Regions from separate parts of the Macaca mulatta genome. Here region 2 is linked to region 1. A link is a contact called in public Hi-C data. All regions are on one chromosome and are shown on one strand. Each heading gives the region's core, a stretch centred on a gene start, on an enhancer-like site or on the middle of the called end of the contact. The rest is flanking DNA. Distances are from core to core; before and after follow the strand shown.

Region 1 (6,920 bases), core at 1,231-3,730:
GCCCGCGCTTGCCGCCGGTGGGTGCCTCACCTCAGGGGCCGGCGGGGGCCGTAACCCGAGCCCCATCGCAGGGATCCGCATTTGCATAATTTGGCTTTCCCCCCTTCTTTCGGACTCAGGGCCGGAGATGCGAGTCGGGCTCCCCTCCGAGGCGTTGTCTTCCCCATGGTCAGCGCGGGGGCCGCGGGACCCGCCGGAGCGCAGGCGGAGCGGGCTGGCACACGTGGTAAGAACGCAGCTATCTTTTCTTGCTCTTCTCTTCTCTTCTCTTCTCTTCTCTTCTCTTCTCTTCTCTTCTCTTCTCTTCTCTTCTCTTCTCTTCTCTTCTCTTCTCCTTCCTTCCTTCCTTTCTTTCTTTCTAGGACTTTGCACATTTTTGCTGGGTGTGGGGTATCTACTAGGGTGCTAACCTTGCTGCGATTTCTTTCCACGTCCTTTTCATCCCCAATTGGAAAAAAGCGCACAGCGCGAGCGAGAAACTTTCCCAAATGTGCTCTGGGTGACTTACATCAGAGATGGCCGGCCGCCGGAGACCGGCTTTTTTGGAGGGAGAGGGAGAAGCAGCGCTTGGGTGGAAGAGCAGAGGGAGAGACCGCTCCCGGCCGCCCCAGGGCCATGACCGCGGTGCGCTGGGCCTGGCGAGAGCAGGCGCACGGCTGCAGCGGCCGAGGCAGGTGAGCGGCTGGAGAGCCGCCTGCAGCGCCGCACTCCCTCCACGGCGTGGCGCAGTGGCTCCCGCCTGCCCCGGCCCGCACTAGGCTAGTGCCGCTCCGGGCCGGGGGTGAAAAAGGAACAGGACAGGCCCGCGAGGCTGACCCTGCGCATTATCCCTGGCCTCCACGGCTTTGGAGCGGGAAAGGGCTCTGGGGCAGTTCGCAACCTGCACAAACGACCATGAATGAGCCATGCAGGCGGCGGTGCGCTGGACTTGGGCACCCGGGACCAGCCTCCTGTGGGGCCCCGGCCAGGCCCAGCTACCTATGCGGGCTGGGGCTCACTGGTGGAAGCTTTGCGCCCAGCATGCCAGAACCTGCTGCTATTTGGACTTTGGAAAAGTTTTTTAAAATTGCTTTGGGAACTAAACAGAAGGGTTTCTACCGGGGTCTCGCAAAGTAAAACGAGTGGGTTGGGGGATGGGGATGGCGTCTTGAAAGTGATTAGAGATGCTTTCGGCCGTCACTGAGGACCGCGCTGGGCTCACCAAGGTGTTTTTTGGGGAGGGAGAGAAAATATTTATTCTAGTACGTGTATTCTGGCTCGGGTGCGGGCAGGGCGCGGCCCTGGATAGTGGGCCATGGGGGTCAGGAGGAATCTGTGGCTGCCGGGACAGGTAGTGAAGGCTAAGACAGTGTCTTCACAGAGCCTCCTGTCCCGCGAGCCCGGAGCCCGCTCTGCCGCCGGGACACTGCTGGCAACGCGGGCGCGCGGGCGCAGTCAACAGGGAGGTGTGTAGTGTAAGGTGTGTGAGCGGGTGTGTGAAGAGGGCAGCGGGGGCGGGAGTGTGTAGCGGAAGTGGAGCGAGTGTGTGTGTGTATGTGTGTGTGGAGGGGCAGGGTGAGTGTCCAAGCTTCCATCTGGACGCCCCCACGCAGCCGACCGCCCAGACGCGCCGGGAAGGGCGCCCGCTCCGCGCAGCAGCTGAAGGGGGGCGGGGAGCGCGCGGGCAGAGGAAGGAGGGTGTCTCCGGCTGAGGATTTCTCTCGAAGCTCCCCACAGTAATTCTGCTCCTCCTAGGGTTTACCCTCCCAGTCCCAAGGTGCCCAAAATACTTAAACAAACAAACAACCCAAACCTGTTCCGTTTTCGCTCCTGTATAAATAGAACAGACTTTCCAAAAAAGCAATACGCATTCACTCTTATCACCAGCCACTTCTTTCCACCAAGTAATTCAGAAAAAAGCAGTCAGCTTCCGTGAATGCATGTAGCTTTTTTTTTTCTTCGCTGCCTCCTTTTGCTTGCGGTTTTGAGCTGCCAAGAAAGTGAGTAGGGGTTTGACTGTAGTGTCTCGGCTCAGCTCGGTTTCTTTCCGAAGTTTAATTTTCCGGAATGGCTCCCAAACAAGGGCTAGGGAGGCGGAGCCGCCGGCACCGGATCTTCGCCTTTTTTGGAAAGTCCCAGAGAACCGGAATTCCTCCCCGCCCCGGGAGGCTGAGCCGCAGCCCGGAGCCGCTCGCTCTCCCGCTGTGGCTGTGGCTGGGTCCATGGCGCGCCCTCTCTCCCGCGATCCCTGTGCCCCGGCCCCAGGCTGCAGCTAGGGCCGCGTGCCCGGGACCCCCGCGGATCCCCGCCGGCTGCGAGCTGGGAGTCGCGAGCCCGGCGGAGTCCGCGCGGCCGAGCCCGTGTATGCAAATCAGCCATGTGACGGCAAAAGCCGCCTGGCCCAGCCCTGTTCCTCAGTCCATATATGGGCAGCGACGTCACGGGTATTGAAGACCTGCCCATAAATACTTAGAGCAACACTTTCCGTCTAACTGAGCAAGGAGCAATTGATTAATAGCTCGGCGAGGGGACACACTGACTGTTATAATAACACTACACCAGCAACTCCTGGCTTCCCAGCAGCCGGAACACAGACAGGAGAGAGTCAGTGGCAAATAGCCATTTTTCTTATTTCTTAAAAAACAGCAACTTGTTTGCTACTTTTATTTCTGTTGATTTTTTTTTTTTTTTTTTTTTTTTTTTTTTTTTTTTGGTGTGTGTGGTGGTTGTTTTTAAGTGTGGAGGGCAAAAGGAGATACCATCCCAGGCTCAGTCCAACCCCTCTCCAAAACGGCTTTTCTGACACTCCAGGTAGCGAGGGAGTTGGGTCTCCAGGTTGTGCGAGGAGCAAATGATGACCGCCAAGGCCGTAGACAAAATCCCAGTAACTCTCAGTGGTTTTGTGCACCAGCTGTCTGACAACATCTACCCGGTGGAGGACCTCGCCGCCACGTCGGTGACCATCTTTCCCAATGCCGAACTGGGAGGCCCCTTTGACCAGATGAACGGAGTGGCTGGAGGTAAGCCGCGTGTCTTCGCAGGCCGGGACCTGCGCGGCCCGGAGGTGGTGGGTGGGGTGCAGTGGGTGTGCGGGAATCGCAGGAGAGGATTGGGGCTCCAGGTGGACGGTGCTGATTGCACTGGCTTTGAAGACTGGAAGTGGGTGTAGGAGGAACCTGCGGCAGCAGGGACCAGGGCGCGCGGGCAGATGCGCCAGGTCGCCAGCAAACCGGCGTGCGTGCGCCCCGGCGCGCCCAGCCCCGGGCGAGCGCAGGGATGGGGGTGGAAGAGGCGTCCCTTCAGGCTTCGAGGCTTGCGCAGGCCCTCTGGCCGGTAGCACTTCGACCTCCCCTCTCCCGGGGCAGGGGCAAAGTGACGGTAAAGTTCGGGGCTCCCGGGGAGAGCTGCGCGCCTGGAGAGCCGAGCGGCGGAGAAGCGCCAGGGGAAATCGTCGGTAGCTCCCTCCTGGGCAGAGCCGACCCCGGGAAAATCTCGGAGCGCTCCCTTCTTGCGGCCTGGAGGCGCTCCCCCACCTGCGCACCGCCCGCGAAGTTGAGGGGGTTAGCAAGGCGGGGGCTCCGGCCGGCGGAGGCAGGGAGTGGGTGGTGGAGGAGGGCGAGCAACGGCGGGAAGCAGCCCCCGGACTGCTGAGGGAGGCCCGCGGGGGCACCGGCGACGCCGGTTTCCTTGGCGATGCCGTGGAAGTCGTCTCTCGCGGCCCCCGCACCTTCCTCGAAGCCGGGCCACTGGCCTTGAGCTGAGGCGGGGACGCGCGGCTGTCGGGAAAGGCGGAGAAGATTGGGAGGGCAGGGAAACCTACGGACTCCTTCCTCTACAGCCCCCATTCCCTCCAGCAGCCCTCAGCTGAAGCGCAGCGGGAGAGGGAGGGAGAGAAAGGCACAAGGCGCTGCGGATGGGGAGCAGCCGGGAAGTCACCCACCCGCTTCTCGGGCTCTCCTCTCGGTTTGGCAGCATCACGGCACTAGGTCGATTCTTGGGTGGTGTTTGTCCTGGTGCCTCAGCCGTGGAACCCCCAGGCAAAGAAGAGGGAGAGAAGCTCCGGGCAGATGGGGCCTTTTAAAATATTGTTGTTGCTATTATTGGGTGTTTTTTATTGGGGACTAGAGCTGCAGATGGCTGGGGGTGGAGGGGAGTTGGGAAAAGCTCATTCTGCTTTTTTGGAGGTAGTTCTTGAGTTCCATACTGTCAATGGGTTGCCACAGTTGGGCTGGCCTCTTCTTACTGTCTGTGAGTCTCAATTTCCCTACCTTTTGGACTTTGCCCCAGCTCTACAGTGCTGAGACTCTGGGCCTTGGGAATGGACCTATGTGAGCCGGGGTGAGAAGGGAATCCTGGCTGTATTTTCATTGTTCCACCTCCATTCTGCCTTTTCCCTCCCCAGATGGCATGATCAACATTGACATGACTGGAGAGAAGAGGTCGTTGGATCTCCCATATCCCAGCAGCTTTGCTCCCGTCTCTGCACCTAGAAACCAGACCTTCACTTACATGGGCAAGTTCTCCATTGACCCTCAGTACCCTGGTGCCAGCTGCTACCCAGAAGGCATCATCAATATTGTGAGTGCAGGCATCTTGCAAGGGGTCACTTCCCCAGCTTCGACCACAGCCTCATCCAGCGTCACTTCTGCCTCCCCCAACCCACTGGCCACAGGACCCCTGGGTGTGTGCACCATGTCCCAGACCCAGCCTGACCTGGACCACCTGTACTCTCCACCACCGCCTCCTCCTCCTTATTCTGGCTGTGCAGGAGACCTCTACCAGGACCCTTCTGCGTTCCTGTCAGCAGCCACCACCTCCACTTCTTCCTCTCTGGCCTACCCACCACCTCCTTCCTATCCGTCCCCCAAGCCAGCCACGGACCCAGGTCTCTTCCCAATGATCCCAGACTATCCTGGATTCTTTCCATCTCAGTGCCAGAGAGACCTACATGGTACAGCTGGCCCAGACCGTAAGCCCTTTCCCTGCCCCCTGGACACCCTGCGGGTGCCCCCTCCACTCACTCCACTCTCTACCATCCGTAACTTTACCCTGGGGGGCCCCAGTACTGGGGTGACCGGACCAGGGGCCAGTGGAGGCAGCGAGGGACCCCGACTGCCTGGTAGCAGCTCAGCAGCAGCCGCCGCCGCGGCCGCCGCCGCCTATAACCCGCATCACCTGCCACTGCGGCCCATTCTGAGGCCTCGCAAGTACCCCAACAGACCTAGCAAGACGCCAGTGCACGAGAGGCCCTACCCGTGCCCAGCAGAAGGCTGCGACCGGCGGTTCTCCCGCTCCGACGAGCTGACACGGCACATCCGAATCCACACTGGGCATAAGCCCTTCCAGTGTCGGATCTGCATGCGCAACTTCAGCCGCAGTGACCACCTCACCACCCACATCCGCACCCACACCGGTGAGAAGCCCTTCGCCTGTGACTACTGTGGCCGAAAGTTTGCCCGGAGTGATGAGAGGAAGCGCCACACCAAGATCCACCTGAGACAGAAAGAGCGGAAAAGCAGTGCCCCCTCTGCCTCAGTGCCAGCCCCCTCTACAGCCTCCTGCTCTGGGGGCGTGCAGCCTGGGGGCACCCTGTGCAGCAGCAGCAGCAGCACTCTTGGTGGAGGGCCGCTCGCCCCTTGCTCCTCTCGGACCCGGACACCTTGAGATGAGACTCGGGCTGACACACCAGTTCCCAAAGGTCCCGGAGGCCCTTTGTCCACTGGAGCTGCACAACAAACACTACCACCCTTCCCTGTCCCTCCCTCCCTTTGTTGGGCAAAGGGCTTTGGTGGAGCTAGCACTGCCCCCTTTCCACCTAGAAGCAGTTCCTTCCTAGAATTTAGCCCATTCTAGTCTCTCTTAGGTGAGTTGACTATCAACCCAAGGCAAAGGGGAGGCTCAGAAGGGGGTGGTGGGGGACCCCTGGCCAAGAGGGCTGAGGTCTGACCCTGCTTTAAAGGGTTGTTTGACTAGGTTTTGCTCCCCCACTTCCCCTTATTTTGACCCATCACAGGTTTTTGACCCTGGATGTCAGAGTTGATCTAAGACATTTTCTACAATAGGTTGGGAGACGCTGATCCCTTCAAGTGGGAACAGCAAAAAGACAAGCAAAACTGATGTGCACTTTATGGCTTGGGACTGATTTAGGGCATGTTGTACAGTGAGTGAAGTATGGCCTTTATGCCGCACTCTGTGGCCCTAGAATGGCGAATCAGAGCATATCTAGTTGTCTCAACCCTTGAAGCAATATGTATTATAAACTCAGAGAACAGAAGTGCAATGTGATGGGAGGGACATAGCAATATCTGCTCCTTTTCGAGTTGAGAAATGTAGACTATTTTTTCAGTGTATATCCACTCAGATTTCGTGTATTTTTGATGTACACTGTTCTCTACAATTCTGAATCTTTGGGAAAAAATGTAAAGCATTTATGATCTCTTGAAATGAGTCAGAGGTTAACTTATTTAAGGGGGATGTACATATATTCTCTGAAACTAGGATGCATGCAATTGTGTTGGAAGTGTCCTTGGTGCCTTGTGTGATGTAGACAATGTTACAGGGTCTGCATGTAAATGGGTTGCCTTATGGAAAGAAAAATCACTCCCTGGGTTTAGTATGGCTGTATATTTCTGCCTATTAATATTTGGAATTTTTTTTAGAAAGTATATTTTTGTATGCTTTGTTTTGTGACTTAAAAGTGTTACCTTTGTAGTCAAATTTCAGATAAGAATGTACATAATGTTACTGGAGCTGATTTGTTTAGTCATTAGCTCTTAATAGTTGTGAAAAAATAAATCTATTCTAATGCAAAACCACTAACTGAAGTTCAGATAATGGATGGTTTGTGACTATAGTGTAAATAAATACTTTTCAACAATATTTTTGTTGCAGAAATCATTTCTGAAATACTTACTGGGTGGGAATTAAACAGTCATTCAGTC
Region 2 (6,920 bases), core at 1,723-4,222, 200 kb after region 1:
AGTCACAAATGATTTCAGTGTCTCTAGTAGGAATGTGTAAATGTAAAAACGTTTCAATGTTTTTATAACATCAGTTTCCACATCAGCTGAAAGAACTTCAAATGTGCTATTCATAAGATTTTTGCAAGCTTATGCCATTGACACCCATCCTCATTAATTTTATATGGCAGTTATTTGGTAATTTCCATAAAATATTCTTAGAAGGCATATGTTTTTCATTTCCAAAGTTTTTATTAATAATGTAATATGACCATACCAATAATCTTATCTACAGATATCCTATTGCTCATAATAGAAAAAAACCCACAAAACAACCATTAACCTGGCAGGATGTCAAGATCAATAACTTTCACATTAAATTTAGTGTTAAACTTTTTAAAAAACAGCTTTGTTGAAGTATGAATTACATAACATAAAATTCACTTATTACAAGTGAGCAATTCAGTGGTTTTTAATAAATTTGTAGAGTTGTTCAACCATCTCCACCATCCAGTTTTAGAACATTTCCATCACCCAAAACAAATCCTTTGTTTCTGTCTGCAGTTACTCTACCCTCTTTCCCACAGCCCCAGGCAACCACTAATCTACTTTCTGTATGTATAAATTTGCGTTTTCTAAACATTTTATATAAATTGAATTATATAATATATAGCCTATTGCATCTGCTTTTTCTTTATTTAGCGCAGTGTCTTTGAGGTTCTTCCATGCTGTAGCATGTCAGAGTGTCAGTTCCTTTTTATTACTGGGTAGTGTTCCACTGTGTGGATGCACCAGAGTTTATTTATTCGCTTGTCAGTTGACGAGCTTTGGCTTATTTCCAGCTTTTGGTGATTATGAACAAAGCCTCTATAAACCTTTATGTAGAGCTTTTGTTCAAACATGAGTTTTCAGTACATGCCTGGAAGTGGGATATTTGGGTCAAACTCTAAGCATATGTGTAACTTTAGTTTTGAAACTGCTAAACTGCTTTTCAGATTGGCCGTACGAGCAAAAGGTATGAGAGTTCAGTTGTTCTGCATCCTTAACAGCACTTGGTATTTTCAGGGACTGCTAAAAACTGTTTTATTAGGTATGTGGTGGTATCCCACCACATTGTGGTTTTAATTTTCATTTCCCTAATGACTAAATGTGTTGAGTCTTTTATCATTTGGTTGTTTGCCATATGTATATTTTTGGTGAAAGATCTATTTAAAACTTTTGTCTATTTTTTAATCAAGTTGTCTTCTTCTTATTGAATTGTAAAAGTTCTTATAAATGCTGCTGCAAGTACCTTATCAGAATGTGATTTGCCAAAGTTTTCTCCCAGTCTGTGGATTGTCTTTTCCATGTTCTTAATGATGTCATTTGAAGCACAAGAATTTTTAATTTTGATGAAGTCCAGTTTACCAGTTTTTTTTTTGTTTGTTTGTTTGTTTGTTTTTTTATAGATCATGGTTTTGGTGTTATATTTTAAAACTCTTTTCCCAGCCCAAGATCATAAAGATATTCCTCTAAAAATTTTACCATTTTGTTCTTACGTTTAGGTATATGATCTATTTTGATGTAATATTTTTATATGGCATGAAATTAGAGCCCAAATTCATCCTGGTATTTGTGGATATCCAGTTGTCCTGCACCATTTGTTAAAAAGACAATTCTTTACTCCATTTAATTACCTTGGCACCTTTGTTGAAAATCAGTATGACCAGAACCATAAGAATCTGTCTTTGGATTATCAATTTTCTTCCATCATTCTGTATGTCTATTCTTATGCTAGTTTTCTGGTGTTACCATTATGACTTGGCTTACTGTGATAGCAGCAACTTTTTATTTTTTATTTATTTATTTTTTATTTTACTTTAAGTTCCAGGATACATGTACAGAATGTACACGTTTTTTACATAAGTATACATGTGTCATGGTGGTTTGCTGCACCTGTTTATTTTTTGAGGCAACTTTTATATACTAATGGCAAACCAAATCTATTATAATTGTGAGATAATACTATTTTGCCCAATACCTTGAGCTTCTGGAAAATAATTACTTTTTCATTACTCGTATTCATAAAATAGTAGGTCTCAGCAAGGTGGAAATTAGAGGGAAGTCTAAATGCTTGGAGCCTAAACTGTGTTTTACAGAATTATATATGATTTGCTAAAAACTGTATTTTTAAAGACATATTTATAATAAATTTCTCCAATTTAACACCGAAAGCTATAGGGCTGAGAGCCAGCTTGTGTTTATCTAATATAAGAAGTATTATCAAATTTTCTACTTTGAACAACATTTACTACACTATTACTGTATATTATTGAATTTAAGATGTCATTAATTATAAAGTGCACCAATTATTTATTTATCACTAGGAAATAAATAATGCTTTCAATTAGAATGTATAGTATGATCAATTGAAAAAAGATACATTCTAATTTCAGAGATGTAAAATTCTAAGTAAATGTCCATCTTAAAATGGATGAAATATAATATATCAGCCACAAAATATTACTTTCGAGTTGTCACATTTATTCTAAAAGGGATTTTCCTATTGCGAGATCTCTTTAAGGCTGTATTCTTTTTTCTCCTTTGCTTTGTATACATTTTCACAGTAAAGTAAAATTCTGTAATAACTGCAATGCTTTTGAATGTATTTCAAATTATTTTGAAGCGAGAGACTGAATTTGGCCAGCTTCAGACACATAGCAAATATGTTGTCTCAATGAATCATTAATATTTCTTCAGCCAGCAGCAATCTCATCTTTCAAATCCATGTGCATCTTTACTGTAATGCCTACTAGTGTGAATTATTTTGAAACTATTTACCAAACATTGAAACTTCTGGGATAAATCAATGATTTATAATAACCCTGGAATGGCATACTTTAAAATCTGGACAATCCCAGAAAATTCGGGATGTAGACTCCCTATACCATGAACATTAGTCACTGGCGAGACTGCCGAGAAGCCACAAACTCAGCCCTCTGTGGAATGCACATTCCAAAGTAGAAGAATTGCCAGATGTGAATAGATGCTATCATTTGCTCCAGGATCTAATTCCTCCCATAGGACTGGACCTACACATAGGTAGTCTGAGCAGCTGCTTCTGCAGCGTCATCTAAGGGGCACTGGAACTATCCTCACTACCCTCAAATCTCTCACTTGCTGACTTGCCCCAGGGCCTTGGTATCACCTCTTTGAGGTAAGACACTACCTCCAGAGAGTCCCTGTCTATGGAGGGCTGACACCTAGTAGTACATCATCGCTTATTACTGGCCCGGAGGAAGACAGGGTCTTGAGAGGAGAAGGTAGGGCTTAGAGCACCAACTTCTTAAGGTTTTCTGGTTATAAGAAAGCTGAGACAGCCACTTGGTCCACCTTAAAAAGGAAGAGGGGCTATTGTAGAGCAGTTATGCTAAGGAAACACAGAGTGAACCAGGAGTTTCAAAGTGATTCAGAAGCTGGTGTTTCTCTAGGGAAGCCTCAGGCCCATGCTCTCTGGCCTGCACGGTCTCCCTCTCATGTTGAATCTGCTGTTGCCTGCATATCTGCTCTGCTCCACTCTCACCATCTACTAACTCATCTTTAATATACCTTCAAAAACCTGCCAGAGTACTTATCCTAGCTAATGATATCAACCCAGCTGGGGAAAGTCCTTCTCATCAGGCCGCCTAATGGGCCACACAACAAACTACAACTAGCCCATGCATGGGCCACCCTTGGGCCAGATGTTGCCCTGGACTGATCTGATTCCATTAGCAGGGGTCTGCCAGTGGGCCAGTCCCAGCTGGAAAGAGGCATTGAGCAGGGTGAGAACTGTCCATGTTCATAACAGAGAAATTGGCCATAGGGTGGGTGGGTGGCAGTGGGAGGGTGCATGGGGGGTAATAGAGGATGCTGACACCTAGGTGGAGAGTGAGCAGTTGAGAAGGGAAATGAAGGGCATCACAGATTAACTTTGTCTTTGAGATTCTGTATATAAAAGTTCTTTGCACACAATGAAAGTGCTCTGTGGACTGTGATTGAAGAGTGTAATGTTTTAATTAGCATGCAACTTTGCCTCTGAACAAAAGGAGCGTCAACATCAGGATTCTTTTGAGAACTGGACCCTGGTATGGGCAATTGGTGCTTGCTCCCTGCAGGGCCATATGATAAATCTTCTAAAACTTGATCTCAGAACCATCTGCATAGAGGGCAGAAGGAAGATTTATCCATTGGATTCTATCCCCTATTGGTCAAGGGCGCTCCACATTTCCATGTTACCCATATACAAGTCCGGAAGTGAACCTTCCACTTGCCTGTTGAAGAGGCATTGAGAAGTATCACCACACAGCTGTCTCGTTGCACCTGCAGGAGGCTCCTCCAAACCACAAAGAAACTGGTTTCTGCTGTAGCATCTGGAGGTGCTGCCACAGAGATTTGGAAGCACATAAGAGGCCTCCAATACGCTCAGTCATGATCACCTATATGCGTAATGCTTTCTCTGAAGGAAATACATTTTCATCTCTTCCAGGGTGTTTAATCCTATTTGTGATGCAAAAATATCAACTATGTCCATTTCCTTCATTGTCCTAGAAAGAAAACTCAAAAATACAGACCCACACTTCAGTTGCTTATTCCTTGAGAGAACTAGTCTCTCTCTCTCTTAGATACTGACACACACACACAAAAGAACCTACTACACGGGCCACTGCTGTGTTGCACAACTCCAAAATGCACCATTCATGTCCTAATCCATGGAATTCTGCAGAGCCATGGAGCTGTTCCCAGTGGCCCTACTCACAATCCTTCTCCTGGATTTTGTTACTGACGTGGTTAAAGTAGAATCTACTTTCAGGTCAAAATCACCACCAGGAGGTACAAAATCCCATCATTAGTGCCATGTCCCTTTCTTAAAATGCTCTCAACCTTATGAAAATGTGAGCATACCCCAACGGGATGGCAGATTTTAATCTGCCGTTAGGCATTTTCATTTTAGTAAAGTGAAGGCACTGATGGGAGTGAGAGTGGGTAAGGGAAACAGGTCACTGAGTACTGGAGGAGAAGGGGTGGAGGATGTGTGGCTGGAAGACTCCAAAGACAAATTTCAGCGACTTCATGGTTTGAGCTGGAACTGACCTTTTTCAAGCTGGTATGAATCTAGCTCACTGTATCCAGAACTGTATAATTTTCCCAAGACTTCATGTTCTACAACTTGGCATCAGTCATCTTTGTGGCTAATTCTAGGCATTTGTGGAATCTTCAGAAGACATATATAATGAGACCCTCAAAGCTGAGGACCTTCTCTATGAATACTCCCTGTGACAGCACTTGAACATGATCAGACAGGAATACTGATGGTGCTTGAAGTCATCAACAGGCTCTCAGAGTTTCTCAAGGAGTTTACAGTGCAAGATCAAGCAGTCCACACAGATTCTGAGATAAACCAATAAACAAGTAGTTGTGTACCAAAAGAGTGGTATTGAATCAGAGGATGAAAGAGCAAGGTGAGAAATCAGAAAGATTATCTTAAAACTCAAGCCATGGAGGGTTAGCAATCCACAGGCCAAATTCGACTTACTGTCAGTTTTTGAAAATTTTATTGGCACATGGCCACACCAACCATTTACATATTGTCAGTGGCTCTCTGTCGGTAGCTGTGACAGAGGCTGTGTGACTTGCTAAGACTGAAATATTTACTATTCGTTCTTGACAGAATGAATTGACCCTTGGAAAATCTTAACCTCTGTGTGTGCCAATATTCCTACCTTGTTTCCTCATAAGGCATCACCTCTTGAATTTTCAACTAAGTCATCCCAAAACATTAGGATGGAGCATTCAGACCACACTGCCTCAAGCTTTCCATTTGAGGACCACTTTCTAGAGGGGCAGCAGCATTCATTCCACCAGTCCACAGATCCAGAGCATCAGCCGAGAGCCAGGTACCCCACTAGGTACTGGGAATAGGCAGATGAGCTCAGCTCCCAGCTGAGAAGTACTAAATTAAACTGTAGGTCTGTGTCACTGGTAACCATAGAGGCTATACAAGGCCATGCAAAGCAGTTCCCTGTGGCCTAGCCTTTCTTTCCCTGCTCACTTTCTCTCTCCCTTGTTTTTTAAAAAATCTCTCTCCCTCTCTTGCCTCTCCTTCCTCCTTGACTGTCTCCTGGCATCCTTTCCTTTCTTTCTTCCTCCCTCTTGCCCACATCTCAGGCCTGCCAGTGCCACCCAGTGGCTCTGACAGGCATTACTCAGACTTGCTGACTGCCCTCAAGGTTGGAAATGACCATGGGGAAGTCAGTGAGCGCCTATAATTAGGGATTCCGAAGCAATTAGACAGGTCTAGTGAGTCTTTGCAATCCTCTGACTGCTCAAAGCATTAGTATTAACTTTTTAAGTCCTTTATACCTAGGTATAAATGAGGGCACCCAGGAGAGGCTTTGTTAGGGGGAAGGAGATCAGGAAGTCCCTAATGATTAATGTTAAAGAGGTTATTGCATGTTGGCCTGGTGCGATGTTTCACACCTGTAATCCCAGCCCTTTGGTAGGCCAAAGCAGATGGATCACTTGAGCCCAGGAGTTCGAGACCAGCCTAAGCAACACGGCAAAACCCCATCTCTACAAAAAACACAAAAATGAGCCGGGTGTGGTGGTGCATGCCTGCCGTCCCAGCTACTCAGAGGGCTGAGGCGAGAGGGTTGCTTGAGTCAGAGAGGTGCAGGCTGCAGTAAGCTGTGATGGCACCACCACACTCCGACCTGGGTGACAGAGTGGTAAGACTCTGTCTCAAAAAAATAATAATTAATTAATTAATTAAAAAATAAGAGGCTACTTACATATCGTTCTGGGCAAAAATTTCATTTGGTATAGCTGACAATACTGTATTATACACATAAAAGTTTGTTAAGAGGATAGATCACCTGCTAAGTGTTCTTACCTCAATGAAAAATAGGTAAATAAATATAAAA

Evidence for each region. A called contact is a pair of places that touch in the nucleus more often than the background predicts.
Region 2: a Hi-C map of fibroblasts shows a contact between it and region 1, with 3 times the contacts expected there. The contact joins the enhancer-like site here to the promoter of EGR2 in region 1. A contact is called at or near these places in 5 of 14 Hi-C or Micro-C datasets (CD4 T cells, blood, cortical neurons and 2 more).

Annotation. Positions count from the first base shown.
Region 1 is chr9:86,981,362-86,988,281 of T2T-MMU8v2.0, forward strand. EGR2 (early growth response 2) reads left to right here and starts at 2,481. Exons shown (of 2, transcript NM_001258086.1): 1 at 2,481-2,999; 2 at 4,382-6,838. The coding sequence starts at 2,831. The coding sequence ends at 5,643.
Region 2 is chr9:87,182,094-87,189,013 of T2T-MMU8v2.0, forward strand. No RefSeq gene overlaps it. Among named protein-coding and RNA genes, the nearest start is that of ADO, 190 kb to the left of the region's middle. Within about 2 kb of position 2,973, at least 1 of the 40 cell types and tissues checked has an H3K27ac peak or open chromatin away from gene starts, as enhancers often do.